2 separate regions of the Athene noctua genome follow, and region 2 is linked to region 1. The links are chromatin contacts, called in public Hi-C maps. All regions are on one chromosome and are shown on one strand. Each heading gives the region's core, a stretch centred on a gene start, on an enhancer-like site or on the middle of the called end of the contact. The rest is flanking DNA. Distances are from core to core; before and after follow the strand shown.

Region 1 (2,904 bases), core at 68-2,567:
CTTCCCCACCACCATGCGCATGACCCTGGCCAACAGCAAGCGCTTGAGAAGGGCAGAAGAAGCGGGGCACATATGCTGTGCGGTCTCCTGATGCACCAGCAAACAGCAGTATTGGGAATTCCTGGAGAGTCAGACACGCTTTTCAAGATGCTCAAGGAAAAAAATAAAAAGTACTTTCTCTGAAAGAATCTGCCAAGACTGCCCTTGGTACTTTCTAGTCACACACTCACCTCTGAAAAACACCTCATGGCCACTTGTAAAAATATTTCACTCCCCACACCTCCTCCTCAGACAACTTAGACCTGTTCCCGAAGGAAACCAGCTCCTGCTCGGCCCAGCGAGGACACAGTAGGACTGGGGAGGCGGGCTAGGGAGAAAGGGCGCACAAACCCCTTTCCCGCCTCCCTAAGGCCTCACAGCTCCGAGGGCCCCTTCAAATGAGCGAGGGCCGCCCCGCCCCGCCCCGCCCCGCCCCGCCCCGCCCCGCCCCGCCCCGCCCCGCCCCGCCCCGCCCCGCCCCGCCCCGCCGCTGGCCCCGCCCCCTCCTCGCGGTAAAGGGGGAAGAAAGCCTTTTGTACGCAGCAACAATAGCCGCCCCCAGCGCCCCGCCACGCCCCGCCCCCAGCGCGCCGGCTCCGCAGGCGCCTCGCCCCGCCCCCGCCGCCGTGGCCACGCCCCCGCCGCCGTGGCCACGCCTCCTTGTTTACCGCGCAGCGGGGCCCGGGCGCTGCCCGCTCCCCGCCTCCATGTTGGAGCGTCCCGCGGCGCGGGGGCGGGGCGGGGCGGGGCGCGGGCCGCGCCGGGCGGGCTGACAGGCTGCGAGCGCGGCGGCGGGGCTGTGGCGCAGCGCGGGGAGCGCGGCCGGGGCGCGCGGCGCGGCTCGGCTCGGCCCCTTTCCCCTCCCTTCCTCCCCTTGCACCGCGCTTCCCTCCGCGCCCGCGCACGGCGGCGGCCCGTGACCCGGGAAAGGGGGGCGGAGGAGGAGGAGGAGGAGGAGGAGGAGGAGGAGGAGGAGGAGGAGGGGGCGGCGCGGCGTCGCTCCGCTGAGCCCGCAGCGCTGCCCGCGGGAAGGGGGGTGGGGGGGAGGGAGGGCCGGGGCGGAGGTGTGAGGGGGGCCGGGGCCGGGGCCGGGGCCGGGGCAGGGGGGCGCGGGGATGAGATAAGCGAGGAGGAGGGCGGCGGCGGCGGGGGGGGGTATGTAGGGAGCGGGAGGCTGTACCGGGGGACGCGCTCGGGGGAGGCCCCGCGGGGCGGCTCAGGTGGATGCGGGGGGCGGTGTGAGGCGGGGGCTGGCTGCGGGGGGAGGTGCGGCGCGGAGGGCCGGGGGCACTTCCCCCGCCTCGGGAGGCGGCGGCGGCGGCTCCGGCGGGGGCTCGGGGGGGACGTTGCGGAGGGCTTCCCGGAAGGGTGAATTGGATTAATTACTAGTTTTTTTAAGGGGGGGGTTGATTCGCCTCCCCCCCCCCCCTCCCCCTCCGCCTCCGTGGAGAATTGGCGCCTGGAGGAGGCGGCGGTGGCAGCGCTACCGGAGGGGCCCCTAAGCGCGGTGCTCCCCCCTTCCCCCCCTTCCCCCTTCCCCCCCCCCCCCCCCCAGCTTGGCTTCGCTCCTGGAGGAGTTGTGTTTTTTTGTTGTTTGTTTTTTTTTTTTTCTTTTTTAAATACAAATCAGCATATTGATTTTTAAACAAACAAACAAATCCCCCCCGCACACAAGCCTGCCTCTGGGAGGGAAATAGCCAGGTGGAATCTCACTCTGTTTCCATGGACAACCCGTCCATTATCACCCAGGTGACTAACCCCAAAGAGGAGGAGATCCTATCCTGCACTCAGGATAAAGGTGAGCTGCCTTCTCTCTTTCTTCATGTTTGTTTGTTTTTTTGGTGTTGTGTTTTGTTTTTTTCTGGAAATCACTGCTTAAAAATGCACGTAGTAACAACTTGCATTCTTCAGCGACCATATAATCGTCTCTCTAGGCTGCTGGGAATAGAGGAGGGCTTGTTGGGTTGGTTTTTTTTTTTTTGTGGGATGAAAATATTTGCATGAAGGGCGCTGAAACTACTTGCTGGATACAGCTGAGAACTTGTTACAGCATTTGAATATTAACTTTAATCAGCAGTTATTTAAATAAAATACTCTTGCTCCTTGAGGGTCGATGAGGTAACTTCGTAAGGTGGTCACTATGCAGTTAGTACCCTGCTTCAGGGAGGGGATACCTGTGCTGGATGTGGTGGAAGGTTTTGGAGTCTGCTGAAAGTTTTAAGATTTTTTCCCCAATTTTTTCGCAAGGAAAGGTTTCCTGATTACCCTCTTTTTTCCTCTATTTCTTCATAACTAACATTTAAGAATCTGTAGCTTTCAGGTTTGTTGTTGGAGCATACTTGTGCGTCTCAGAAAGAAACATGGGCTACTTCTAAGAGCAGGCTCTCTTATACTCTGGAGATAAGTAGTTGTTGCTTTGCATAAGACATCACACTTGTTACATTTTACTCCAAAATAAGAGGAATTCAGCTTGGCCGGAGGAGCTGCTGCTCCTCAAAAGTCTAGGTGGTGATGATTGCCCTTAACCTCGTTTACTTTCAGAAGCTCAGAGGCATCTTGGGCTGTAAGTGGTTTTGTCCTTGCAGTTGGCGATGAGAAGGGTATGGGTAAGTGGCAGGGTTCAAGTTCTGGGGAGTTGTGTGTGATTCTTCCAGATTTTGGAAGTTATTTGGATTTTGAGTTTATGCCTTGTTACAGGCAGTGCTGGTAGAAAAGGGAGAAAGGACAGAAATTAGAAATAAAGTGTGTGGCGATGATGCCTAATAGGTATTGTAACAGACCTCCAAGTGGTCTTCAGAAAATGGTAGATTGATATATCTCCCCCTAAAATTGATGCCTTTAGTATCCAGAAAGCTTCCAATATTG
Region 2 (2,872 bases), core at 172-2,671, 200 kb after region 1:
AAGTAGTCTGGCATTTGGAGTGACTTTGGCACTTGTGTGTGTTATGTGTCAAAGAATTTCAGTAAATACTTTTTTAAAAGCTCAGCTTATTCAACACTTGTGTATTTTTCTGCTTGAGACAAGAAAATAGATTAAGAAACAGCCACTGAATTCTCCTTGGTTCCTAACCACCGAAGACTAAATAATATTCACCGAAAAATGACCCACAGGCAACAATAGGAAATATTTTAATAGTTCCAGATGTATTTCTTAGCATTCTTTCCCCAGTGGTTGTATAATGAATGAGATACCTACAGAAAGTATAACATTAACCTCTGTTTCACCTTCCTGCCAGATTTCGAGCATCTGGGAAAATAAGAGGGAAGATTTCTTGAGCCTGGGGGAATCTTTTCACATTTCTTCTGATAATGCTAAACTGATTATGTTTATGGTCCATCACTTATTGCTCTATAAGTTTATTTTTGTTTATAGCTCATTGATAGTAAGAAAGCACCTATCTCATGAACTAAAAACAATCACTGTAGACTTTTCCCATTTCTGTGGGATCACAATATCTTCTTTTCAATCTGTAGCTATCACAGCCTTGAGTTGTTTCTGCTCATCAGAGTAAGTAAAATACAGTGAGGAGGTAATAAAGCAATATATTAAAGTCAGACAAGGGAATAAGGGATATTTCATTACCCCGTCTGTCAGACAAGTCTCTCAATCTTGGTACCAGTTGAATCTTACTTAACTCTCACTTGCTGGAAGGGCAGAGAGGATTTCTTCTTTTTTAGAAATATTTTAATTTTTTTTGTATTTAACATTTAAAGAGTCTTAGGGGCAGATCTTGAGCCTAGGTAATTTATCCTGGCTCTGCTGTCTTCACCAGAGCCCAGAGAGTTTCCTCAGTTGAGCATCCGTCCCACCTTGAGTTTCACCATAAAGGGGAGGAGATTTGGATCAACTTTTCTGGACTTGCAGATGCTTGTCCAGCCAAGAAACCCTTTCTACCAACAGAAAAATCGGTCATCTCTCTGTAACACTGACTAAACGCCGCACTACTTCCAAATGAGAGAATGGGGAGGCAGAGGACAGAGAGAAGAGAGTAGAAAAATAAAGCTCTTGGACAAGATAAGAGAGCTGAAAAGCAAGGACATTTCTACAGACTTACTGTTGCAAGCGAGGAAAGTGCCATTCGATTCCATTGCTGCAAAACAAGCCGATGTGCAGCAGCAGAAAAGGCTCCAGGAAAACAGCTGTGCCCAGATGTTAGGGCTGGCCCGGGGTGGAAGCCAGACCGGCCAGGCTCCCCCTGCTCTCTGCTCCAGTAATCCCCAACGTCAGCTCCCTTCGGAGAGGCCTCCTCCTTCGCCTTGGCTGGAAATGCGTCTTCGCTATGACTCCTCATTTATCTCTCTCCCGCATCCGCAGGCCACCGCCTGCCCAGCGCATCGACTGAGGCCAAGCGCCCGAGCCCCAGCGCCGCGCTGGCCCTGGCTCCTCCCTGCTGAAATCTGGCGTCTTCACTGCTGGCCCAGCCTCCTGCATTTTGCTACCGCCGCAGCTTGACAACGATGCTTCTTTTCCTGCTGCTGGCACGTTTTCACGCTCCGTTCCTTTCTGGCAAGGCTTCCAGAAGACACGGAGTGCTGCAGATCTCTCCTTCACGGTCCCCAAATCAAGGAAAAGGCCTTGAACAGATGCCAGTGGTCAGAGTCTAGGTCTAAAGAGCTTTTAGACACTGGTGGGGGCAGATTTCTTTTTTCAAGGGGAAAAAAAAAAAAAAAAAGAAAAAGAAAAGAAAAACAGGTCAGAGTTTGCCAATGTAGAAATAGAAGCTGTAACCACAAACACTCACAGAGGCATGAGCTCAAAGCAGAAGTTACAAGCTTTGCATTTGAGACAGCAAGACAGAAAGCAGAAAAACCTGCATGATCCACGGGCTTTTACTGGGTGGAACCGATTTCTTCCACTCTGTCCCCTACTCTTGAATTAGATATTTTTAAGGGTGGAAAGATGATGCTGGCAAACAGGGAGGGGGAATGAAAGGGAATCTAGTGTGGGAAAATAAAGTTTCCCTCTACTTGAATATTTGGGGGAGGTTTTCAGTTATTGTTTTTCTGTTGTTTATTTCCATTTCTGGTTATCTTGATGCAAACAATTGATGGAGTTTTTGGCAGATTCAAAGGCCTCGCTCCTCAGCAGCTGTAAACCTGGCAGCTCCACTGACAGAAAAGTCTCTCTCTGATGGTGACAGATATGGGACACACATGGTAAAAAATACTTTGGGACTAGGACTGTTTGTCCCTCCCTGCCAGAACTGGGCAGCTCCTTTGACAGCCCAGATGTTGCTCTCAGATAGCTTTACAGTCCACAGATATAAGGCTGCTGCCACCACCTAAGAAAACTACCCTAATATAGCAAAATTCCCCATGCTAGTATAAAAATCACAAAACCAAACAAGTGGAGAAAAAAAAAGCAGAGATTCAGCTCATGACTCCTCAAAAGCCCACTCTCTACCTCATGGACACCAGTATGGCATGGGGGGGCTCATCTCCCACTAGACACTTTCCAAAGGACCCACAAAGGAGCAGCCCTTTTGCAAACTCACAGACAAGGAGACATTGACTTGGGCAGGGGCAAACTGTTTGGCAGCAAGGTCAGGTGCTGGCAGACAGGAGAGCAGCTGGAGGCACCCAAGAGATTCCTCGTACAGCCTTAAAAGCCTCAAGGCAATGGGACCGTAAGGCAGGGGGATTTCTGGAGGACACCATGAAAACCCCTCACCCTTTCAGCTGATGGGGAAGAGCACTGGAGGGAGTGTACAAGAGGCTGGTGGATGAGTCAGCCAGACTGGAAACTCCAGCCATTTAGGCTGCTTTGAGCGCTG

The links. A called contact is a pair of places that touch in the nucleus more often than the background predicts.
Region 2: a Hi-C map of liver shows a contact between it and region 1, with 4 times the contacts expected there. The contact joins the promoter of PLCD1 here to the promoter of CTDSPL in region 1. A contact is called at or near these places in 2 of 2 Hi-C or Micro-C datasets (heart and liver).

Annotation. Positions count from the first base shown.
Region 1 is chr2:108,027,124-108,030,027 of bAthNoc1.hap1.1, forward strand. CTDSPL (CTD small phosphatase like) reads left to right here and starts at 1,318. Exons shown (of 7, transcript XM_074899843.1): 1 at 1,318-1,837. The coding sequence starts at 1,762.
Region 2 is chr2:108,228,603-108,231,474 of bAthNoc1.hap1.1, forward strand. It overlaps PLCD1 (phospholipase C delta 1), which reads right to left and starts at 1,422. Exons shown (of 15, transcript XM_074899849.1): 1 at 1,154-1,422. The coding sequence starts at 1,187.